Regions from separate parts of the Hordeum vulgare genome. Here region 2 is linked to region 1. Evidence: chromatin contacts called from public Hi-C data. All regions are on one chromosome and are shown on one strand. The core of a region is the stretch at or near the end of the contact, and the rest is flanking DNA. Distances in the headings are between cores, read along the strand shown. Region 1 holds the start of LOC123396021 (tRNA-specific adenosine deaminase TAD3-like). Region 2 holds the start of LOC123395300 (DNA-binding protein SMUBP-2-like).

Evidence for each region. A called contact is a pair of places that touch in the nucleus more often than the background predicts.
Region 2: a contact with region 1 is called in a Hi-C map of seedling, with 4 times the contacts expected there. The contact joins the promoter of LOC123395300 here to the promoter of LOC123396021 in region 1. A contact is called at or near these places in 3 of 6 Hi-C or Micro-C datasets (leaf and seedling) and 1 of 1 datasets of contacts at active chromatin or transcription factors (embryo).

Annotation. Positions count from the first base shown.
Region 1 is chr5H:354,443,117-354,448,310 of MorexV3_pseudomolecules_assembly, reverse strand. It overlaps LOC123396021 (tRNA-specific adenosine deaminase TAD3-like), which reads left to right and starts at 2,589. Exons shown (of 11, transcript XM_045091051.1): 1 at 2,589-2,762; 2 at 3,026-3,078; 3 at 3,791-3,864; 4 at 3,951-4,002; 5 at 4,759-4,832; 6 at 5,114-5,194. The coding sequence starts at 3,807.
Region 2 is chr5H:354,872,112-354,877,428 of MorexV3_pseudomolecules_assembly, reverse strand. It overlaps LOC123395300 (DNA-binding protein SMUBP-2-like), which reads right to left and starts at 3,851. Exons shown (of 7, transcript XM_045090283.1): 1 at 2,215-3,851; 2 at 1,045-1,911; 3 at 483-766. The coding sequence starts at 2,227.

The sequences.
Region 1 (5,194 bases), core at 1,340-3,839:
TTCCGGTACATGTCGAGGATGTCATGGATTTGGGCCGAGACATACACCGTGTCTAGATTGATATCGGCTGGTTTACCCTTCCCATCATACTCCTCAATCACCACCATGAGCCCTCTGAAGATCCATGTTCCTTGGTGCATCACCCTATTATTCAGTATCCTAGGAAAAAAAGTAGGATCACAAACATATTATCATCCACCTCACGGATCTCCGGACTGTAAGCCTGCCGCCTAGAAAACTTCATCGTATCCTTAAAAACATGAGCACTCAAAGACTACCTTGTGTTAACCTTGGCCACCACCAGCCACCTAGTCACTTGTTGATCTCATCTTCCTCGATGAACACACCATCCTATTCTGCCTCTTTGAGCTTCATGCTCCTCTCGAGATCAATCACCCTTGCTCTTCATTTTGTCCTCCGTTGAGTAGCCTCATCTTGAAGATGACGCCGTCATTGGATCCCGATCGCCAAAACCCTAGAAGGTCGAAGTGCAGCCGAGGCCGGATGAAAGGGCAAAGTCGACCCCTTGGTCAGCCCAAGTGCGCATGACTACAAAAAGGGATCGGGTGTCGGAATCGGGTATGCGAGATATTGGCACAACAAAATGGCAAACTCAACGAGAACGTTGTCGGAGTAAGAGAACCCACGTCGTCTAGGGTAGAGAAAACCTAGGGTCAATTCTTTTGAGGCTTATGGTTGGGTGCGAAAATAAGTTGCCCTCTAGTGGATGTGGAGTATTTGAGCTCGAGCTCAAATGAACCCGATCAACTATAAAAAAAATGAAAAATAAATAAATAAACTATTTTTTGTGATGAATTTTGATAAATTTTCTATGCGCTTACAATTTTTCAGCGTGATAACATTCCAGCAAGGCGTGACAAAAAAACGAAAACGATGTTGTGAAAATGCTACCTTTAAAAGCATTTTGAAACACTTATTTATTTTTTTGCCACGCCTTCCACAAATTTGATCTCATGATAAAAAATTACAAACACTTAAAACATTTGTGAAAGTATACCACAAAAAAATCAGATTTTTTTGAACATTTTTAAAATTTATTTCGAATTTACTGTTCATCTAGGCTCAAATGAGCTCGAGCTTAAAAGGATACCTTCCTCGTGTGGTCAGCTTACTACAGAAGTTCAATCTGTTTTTTAAAGCATAATTTAGGGCAAAACGGGCCCTAGGCTTTGGAAACATTTGCTCCCGTTGGTTGGAGCTATACCTGGCCATGGACAGCCCGACCCGGATGGCCCGATTTGACCCGGCCCGAAAATCCTAGGCCGGTCCGGGCCTAATCGTCTCATCAGGCACGGCTCAAGCCCAGAAATTAGGCCCGACAAGCGGGCGAGGCATGATTTGGGCTTGACGAAAACTGAATTTTAGTCGTAGTCGGGCAGGGCGGTCGGGCCATGTCACGCTTTTTCGGGCTCGAGCCGAGTTCAAACCCGATTTACTAGGCCCGACAATCGATCTCGGCCGAGCCCAGACCTGGTTTTTTAGAAGCGAGCTTTTTTAGCCCGGCACGACCCGGGATATGCCCACGTACACTTGGAGCTCATGCGTGGGGGAATTTCCTATTCGTCGCTCATTGCGAAGTGGTGTTGGGGCTTCGCAAAGGATCCCGAGCGATCGTTTCAAGAGTGGGCCGACCCGTTTAACTGTTACAGCGCCCTAATTTTGGGAACGTTTTGAATTTTCAAAAAGTGCTTTCAAGTTCGATTATTTTTTGCTTTTTATAAAAATGCTCTGGATTTTCAAAAAAAATTGGATTTAGTAAAAATGTTCTAGGTTTTAGAAAAATGTTCAGGATTTTCAAAAATTGTTCTTAAAATTCGAAAAATGATTTTTATTTTTTAAAATATGTTCTAGATTTTCAAAAAATGTTCTGCATTCTCAAAAAACGTTTGACATTTTCAAAAAATGTTCTTCAAATACGAGAAATGTGTTTTATTTTTATAAAAAATGTTCTAAATTTCAAATAGTTGCCTTTTTTTGGAAATATTCATAACTTCAAAAAATGTTTAGGATTTTCCAAAAAATGATCGGTATTTTGAAGAAACGTTATTTAGAAAAAATGTTTGCTATTTTCAAAATTTGTTCGGTATTTTCAAGAAATGTTCAAAATATCAAAATTTCGTTCAATATATTAACTAAGTTTGTGTTCGAAAATTGTTCTTAAATGTCGAAAATTGTTCTTAAATTTCGAAAAATGTTCTTGCTTTTAAAAGATGTTCCAAATTTAAAATTTTATCATTTTTCAAACTATGTTCATAAGTTCAAAAAATGTTCTGGATTGTTATAAAATTTTCTTCAAGTTCTAAAAATGTTTTTTCTTCAAATACAAAAGTAAAAGGAAAAAGGAAAGAAAAAAGGAAATAAGCAGAAAAGGGAAAAAGTAATACTCCGTAGAAAAGAAAGGAAACAAAGCTGTGCCGGCCCAGTCGGGGCGGCCCCCCTGTGGGGCGCATGACTCCCTGCCGCAAAGAGCGGCAGGTAGGAGCTCCCGTGCCTGGGCTCGGTAGCAGTTCAGCCTGTCCGCGCATACTGCTCAGGCCTTAGCCCAAGTCCAAGCCAGCAACGAATAGCAGCTGCACGCCCTCACCCTTTGCGCCGCCTCCGCAAACGCCGGCGCCCGCACCCTAAGCCGCCGGCGACTAGACCAACGAACGTCGGCCTGCGTTGCGCCAACCCGGCACCTCCAAGCTGCCCTCCGGCGGCTAGTCCTGCACGGCTGCATCCTGGTCTGGCCAGCCACGATAGTCAGTAAAGTGCTCCCTTGAGCAGCAGCTCCTTTATTCCCCTCTCCCGCTGCCCCTCTCTCCCCTCCCATGGCGCCTCTTCTCCACTTCCCATATCACCTCTCTGTCCACCATGCCGCCTCCCCTCCCCTCCCCCTCTGCTGTAGTACGCCTTCTCCACAGCCAGCTTGTTCTCTCACGAAAACGTACAAATCGAGCAATCTCTCAAACCCCGAGTTTCCTTATGGGCTGCACAGAATCTGATCCTGTCTTCCATCTTGCAGGTCAGCTTGGAGCCGTAGGCAGGGTTTTGGGAGCAGATCAGATCAAGGCTGAGGTAATGGGCATCCAAAGATCAAATTTCGTTAAACTAAAAAATTGTCACGGTTTAAGTACAACAACGCTACATAATAATATTCTCTCAGTTGTGGCCACATTGTCGAAAACAACGAATCAAAAAGACCCAACAGGAATTGGAACTCACAGGTTGACTAGATTTCACGATGCAACTCCAACAGCAACCAAACAACAAAATTTGAGTCATAGCTCATTTCCATTTCAGGGCGTATTAGAAATTACCCTATGATTCCGAACTCCAATTCCATTCCCTGTATCCAAACAGAGCATGAATGCAGGGCATTGTTAAATTGCGAGCTGCCCACTAGTCTAGTGAATGCCCCATTAGATAGAAACAATCAGCTTTCCTTCCTGGTATGCAGTGGCATTTGGATTTTTCTTGGATATGTTGATTGCTGGTTCATGGTTGGCAGCATGGGACCTCCCCAGGTGATTCTGACGGCCCCCAACACTGTTGGAACAGGCAGTCCGCCGTTTTCTTCGTCTCCGGTTATGGCGCCATCGCCAGTTCTGCCTCTGCCACCCTAGGAACCGCTGCCACCACCTCCCTATTGACCTCTGCCACCCCCAGAGCTAGTAGTTTTTTTTAACCCGTTTCTTTTCCACTTTCTTCTGTTGCTACAACTTATAAAATAAGCTTAATCATTTTTTTTGCCTTCTGAAAACGTGAGTTGTTTGTTTCTCAACCTTAGCTTTGAATTGGTCACCATGGTGTGGGAGCTTACCGAGGTCCCTGGCAATCCAACTCCCCTCCAACACTCCACGGGTATCTCCTAATCTCCTTTAATTGCTCTTGTCGATTTTGTTTTTATTGTAGTTTCATTGATTTTTCCCGTCTTTTTTGCTTAATAGTTGATGTGGTGGCAGCGAACATTGTGCCCAAGGTAACAAATACTCTCATCAGGTAATAATGACTTCTTCTCTAAGTTGTTTTTACTCAAATGGTACATTTTAGTACTGTTAGGAATGTCAAACTACAGTTAACATGGTTTGATGTGGATAGTTGCGCAAACTATTCCTTGTTTTTTGAACAAATAGGTGAAAAGATCATATGGAGGTTTGAGGGTTGCTTTAACTTGAGTATGATGTACCTGGAACTGAACCGATGTTTGTATTTAGATCTCAACTCTGTTGAATAGGAAATTTTTCTTGTGTACGGTACATCACTGCATACATCTGGAGACTATCTACTTCAGTTCATATTTTGTAATACTGTTCAATAACCTTCTGGATTCCAGCTTCGAAACCTCAACTTATGTATATGAATGGAGATAAGTTAATTAAATAATATGAAAATTTATAGGGGTTAATAAAATAATCTTATTGGTTAAGTGGTCAAATAATTACATAAAAGTGGAGTTGTGGATTACCCTGGGCACTGCAACTCTACGTTTTAGTTTTGTGTGAGAAACAAATTTGCACTAACATTAAAGCAAAACTGTGCAATCCTTTTTATAGGAAACTGGTATCTTTTTTTGTGATTGCATGCTAAATTTCTATTGTCTTAATGGTCTTAGTATGCTAACTGACATTTTGGTCTTCTGTTTTGAGATTTGGTACTAAACTAAAAATATGCAGTTACTTGCTTTTTTTTTACAAACTTTACATATTATTTTCAAAACACTGGACACGGTGATTTATTGTGTGACTGTTGTTTCAGGCAATTGAATCAAGTATGCCCATTAGAGAATCTACGGCATGTCAAGCGGGTGCGTCGGCGTGTTGTGTGTGGCGGTATATGCATCGTTATCTATTCTCAATTACTTTCTGTTTGCCTTCTGAGTGCAATGCACACAATAATTTCATATGATTACACGAGAAGGAATACCATAACTTTCTGCTGCTGAACCACTGAATATGTCTGAGCTCCTAATGATCAGTCAATGCTAACAGAACAATTCATAGACTGGAAACAAAACTGAGCGTCTTGCAGTATTTTAAACTGAATCCCAGCAATTATAGTGGAACACTTCACTGGCCCCATTCTAAGTTTTTATCATGTTTTTTTTTGACAGAAAATTCTGAGTTATCAATCATCTTATGCCTTTCCACTGGGCCTGACAATTGTAATGAAGGTTTTCCTGAAGAAGTCCAAA
Region 2 (5,317 bases), core at 2,602-5,101, 430 kb before region 1:
GTGATGCTGAAACAGCAACATAGTTTTATAGGATTAAAATATAGAAATTAAATTAACTTGCACTCCCATCACATACACCATTCCTACAAGGATTGGCGGTTAAGTTTTGCATACCAAAGAATAGATTTATACCAATAAGGATTCATTTCCAGTTATGAATTTTTATGCTCCATATTATGTTCAATATCATGAAATTTTATTTCAAAAGGGCAATCTTGTGCTAATAATAAATTATCAAAGGTGGTGTGCTGTGTGCCAGTTTACTGCTAAGTAGACAATAGGTTGATACTCAGATTGATACTTCTCTGGAAAGGCACGGACATGGCAAACTTCCGAACATGTCTTCAATGGATATCATCAAAATATAAGTGACTCGGAGCTGCGTTAAGAAATTACATGCGTATGATGCGCCACCAACACGAGGAAAGGTAAACTATCTTCAAAACAGAATAATATCCGGTGCATGAGCAAAACTGCATCACCTCGTATGTAAGTCCATCAGCCAATGCTTGTATCCTGTCGATCCGCACACTTTTCCCAGAAAACTTGGAGAAGGTAGGATCACCAGGCCGGGATTTCAAAGAAACAGTAATACTGCAGCCATCCTCACCAAGATTATGTATAAAGCCTTGCACACAAGAAGTGCCAACCTCGCCCTGGTTATTGCATGTCCTCACACAAACCATGTCCCCAGGGGACAGTGTTGATGGAGGCAGTTTATGGGTGCCTTCCACTCTAAACAGAACCAAACGTAGGCCTCCCAAGCCTGCACGCAATAAGATATTTAGCTCCATGAGCATGTCTTATCAATTGTTCACTGTTTACATCATGTAGCAACTTCAAGTATCAGGAACTTTTAGCTAAAAGAATATACATTATTTATGTATACATGCCTGCTTAAATACACAAGGACCTTCAGAAGCATATCTTACTACATTCTTAACCAATTAGAGGAACACACGTTGTGACAAACATCATACCCCTAACGATGTATAATTGCATTTACTAACCCAACTAACATACAAAAGAAGTAAGCACACTAACCAGTTGAGGTACTGATAACATTCAAGTTGCAAACGGTGTCACACTGCTCTTGTTCCGCCTGACCATGACTCACCAAATACTCGACTGGCTTGAGTGGCTGCTTTGCTGCACCATCCGTTGTTGGGATGGCATTCAACTCTTCCTGGGTGAATTCCAGCTCTGCATCTCGCTCGATGTTTAGAAGGTCTGACATTTTCTTGACAAAGTCTTCGATTTTGGTCTGCATCAGCCTTGTCTTGTCGAGGCTTATGCCAAGGAGATTGTGCATCGCAGGAACTTTAGGTTTGCGGGCACCTTGCCGATGCTGGGCAGACTTAGCTAATTTTTTCAGAAGCATCCAGGATTCCGTGGAGCGCCAATCAGAAATACGGCCCTGGTTCTGGTGTTTCAACAAGACCTCTCGGAGTTCACGTTGGAAGTGGTCAAAGAGGGTGGGGTAGTGGGTGGAGGCTTTGAGGCAGAGAGCTTCATGTCCCTTGGGCATGGGAGTGGCAGAGAGGTAAGGCTGTGCCAGAATCATAAACTCCAGGCTGCCTTCAGATGACCCCCCATCCAATGAGAATGCTGCTCCATCATTCTGCACTTCCGTGGAAGCAAATGTGGAGGCCATTGAGCACATGCCCAGCTTTAGCCATTGCATCACACACCGGCCCAGCTCCTTTCGCCCAAGGGGGTCACCACTTTCATAGGCCTCAGCTATTCTGATGGACACTTCTTCTGCAGATGGTACACATTCCTTTTCTTCTTTTGCTGTCTCCTTCCTCTTTCTCCTGCTTCTCCTTCCCTTGTTTCTGTTTCCATCACTGCTGGTGCCATTAGGAGTTGTCGAATGAGAATCAGGTGGCAATAGTACTTGTTCTGTAGGGCCTGCAGATGGGACCAATCGGAGATGACCTTGCTGTAAAAAAGAGATGGGAGCAGAACTAGTGCTGGACAGGAAAGATGGCGATGAAAGTATCTTCAGTTCTCTCCTGCTTGGGTGTAGCACAGTAGCAGAAGAAGAAAATAAGAACCTAAAAGACAGAATATGAAGAGACATGCTCAGCCCAGGAAAACTAGCAATGGAGGCAACATGAAAGAAGAAACGAAATCACTGCCAGAAGAAGAACTGATTATGCAGATATTAACAAGCTACATAGACATGCGAGGTCAGGACTGAGGATTGCTCACTGATATTTAGCATGCTTCATGGCCATGGTAGAGACCTGCGAGTTGTGGTGAAGGCAGTGCTACGTGACCTTCAAGGCTTGAAGCCATACATATATCCGACTATTACTCCAGATTTAAACCACTTCCGTGTCTATTCACCCTGCTAGGTTGCACATCTCCGATGTACACTTTGTTTCCAGCTACTCCTCAAATGGACATATTACTCCCATGGCCTTTGAAGCTCCTAAAAGTTCAGTTCTGATCCACCAACTTCCCTTCTTTTCTTTTTTCAATTATCCACTGTACTCAATTGGAAAAACTAGCACCACATGTTAGGATACCACATATATCCTTCTATACCTGCTGAATTCAGCAATCACTTAGCATTCCATTTTTTTTTCAGATACAAACTTGTCTTTCTGGATCCGAGCAGGTAACAAGTTCCTGCTACCGCCTTCTCACCATGGCATCAAGCAAAGTCTGAAAAATCTCAATACCAGACAGGGGCAGCTTGATTTCCATGTCAAGTTTCTTCTTAGCTGGCTCTGCAGCTTGCTGACCCATCCCCATGCAAAGAACCAGGACAGGACTCTGATATTTGCATGAAAATATTAGCAAACAGAGGTATATGTAAAAGTAAAGCCAAGACTTGACTGATTTTCTGTAAATTTGGTGCCTTAGCTTGGCCTGTGTACTTGTGGAGATGATGATGCTACGTTGCCTTCTGGCACAACACATATATATCTGCTGATATTTAACACGTCTGATTCTTTTCCATCCTGTAGGCACCACTGGGCAGATTGCATAATTTTGCTTGTGTGGCTCTGACCCTCTCTACTTGTCCCTCTCTTTAGTGGTTCCCTTTTTCTCATCCACTCTTCAAACCAGACAGCCTGGACCAGTCCGTTTGACAAGAGCACCAGATGGCAAGTTTGGAAATCCCAAGTTGGCGTGCAGTCATCAGCTCCAGGTAAGCTAGCTAATACCACTTCAGCTTTCTAGGAATTACCAAGCCAAGCCAAACCATGGCAAGGTCAGGAAGACAGTCCAGTGTCTACCTAGTCCACCCCAGCTTGCCTGAGCAGTGCGGCGGTTGTGGGCAACGAAGCTCCGGCCTCGAAAGGTCTGGCACGGCAGAGCCTGCGGAGTGGTTTCACGGAGTAGGCATTTCGTCGAGCAGGTGGAGCGCGAGGTCGGAGAAAGCACGGGTGCGTCCGTTCATCGCAGGCGCACAACATCAAGGTCGCCGCGGATGCGTGCCACTTGCGGGAGAGGTGCATGGATCCCCCTTGAGGGCCCGGAAGTAGTAGAGGTGTTGGCCGCAATGAGCCGTGACGGCGCGGCGGTCGAGCAGGTGGTGCGCGTGGAGGTCACGCCTTGTGCTGACGTGGGATACGGCGGCGGTGGAGACGCCAAAATGTCGGCGGGGCACGGATGTAGTCAGGCGGTCGTCGTGTCGCCGGCACCGGCGAGATAGAGGAGATGATGCCTTGTTCCGACAGGGTGGAACTTGACGACGCGGGGTGCTTCAGTGGTGGAGATGTGGGCCATACGGACCGGCCCGACACTTTATGACACGTCCGTCAAGGCATGAATATTAGTCGGATGGTTTGTGTCGGTCCACGTACGCAGCTTTCACGTATTTGCATGGTACAGGAGTTATACGGACCGGTCCGTTGATATGTTCACTTCGATTTTTGGATCGATTTTGAACTGTTTTTAGGTTGATTTTGATCTGTTGAGCTATATATATATATTAAAAATTTAAACGGGTCGTGTCGTGTTGGTGGCGTGCCCAGCCTTCAGGCTCAGGCACGGCCTGAGGCGGGCTACTTGTCTAGCGCGGCTCGTTTAGGTCGTGTCGTGCCGGCATGCTCGTGGGCTGGCCTGTTTAGGCCGGCCCGTTTGGCCAGCTATGGATGGATCCGGCCACGGACTAGCTAGCAAGCTAGCTAGCTAGCTAGCTCCTGGATCTGGTCGGCCACAAACGAGCTAGGTTCTGTTGGAAACATGCCCTAGAGGCAATAATGAAGAGGTTATTGTCATATTTCCTTGTTCATGATAATCATGTATTATCCATGATATAATTGTATTGATTGCAAACTGAGATACATGTGTGGATACATAGACAACACCGTATCCCTAGTGAACCTCTACTAGACTAGCTCGTTGATCAAAGATGGTTAAGGTTTTCTAACCATAGACATGAGTCGTTATTTGATAATGGAATCACAACATTGAGAGAATGATGTGATGAACAAGACCCAACCGTAAGCATAACATTTGATCGTATCATTAAGTTTATTGCTACTCCTTTATGCATGTCAAGTATCTATTCCTAAGATCATGAGATCATGCATCTCCGTGACACCGGAAGAATGTCTTGTGTGTATCAAACGTCACTTCGTAACTGGGTGGTCATAAGGATGCTCTACAGGTATCTTCGAGGGTGTCTATTGGATTGGCATGGATCGAGACTGGGATTTGTCACTCCGTATGACGGAGATGTATCTTTGGGCCCTCTCGTTAATACAACATCACAAGAAGCTTGCAAGCAATGTTACTAAGGAGTTAGTCACGTGATCTTGTATTATGGAACAAGTAAAGAGACTTGCTGATAACGAGATTGAACTACGCATGGAGATACCGACGATCGAATCTCGGGCAAGTAACATACCGATAGCAAAGGGAATTGCATATGGGATTGACCGAATCCTTGGCATCGTAGTTCGACCGATAAAGATCTTCGTGGAATATGTAGGAACCAATATGGACATCCAGGTCCCGCTATTAGTTCTTGGCCGTAGAGGTGTCTCGGACATGTCTGCAAAGTTCTTGAACCCGTAGGGTCCACATGCTTAACGTTCGATGACGATATAGTATTATTGAGTTATATATGTTGGTAACCGAATGTTGTTCGGAGTCTTGGATGAGATCCGGGACATGACGAGGAGATTTGGAATGGTCTGGAGGTAAAGAATGATATATGGAAAGTTCCATTTTGGTGACCAGAGAGATTTAGGGCATCACCGGCAGAGTACTAGGAGTGTCAGAAGGGTTCTGAGGTCCGCCGGAAGGGGCCCACCTGCCCCGGAGGAGCCACATGGTATGAGAAGGGTGCGCA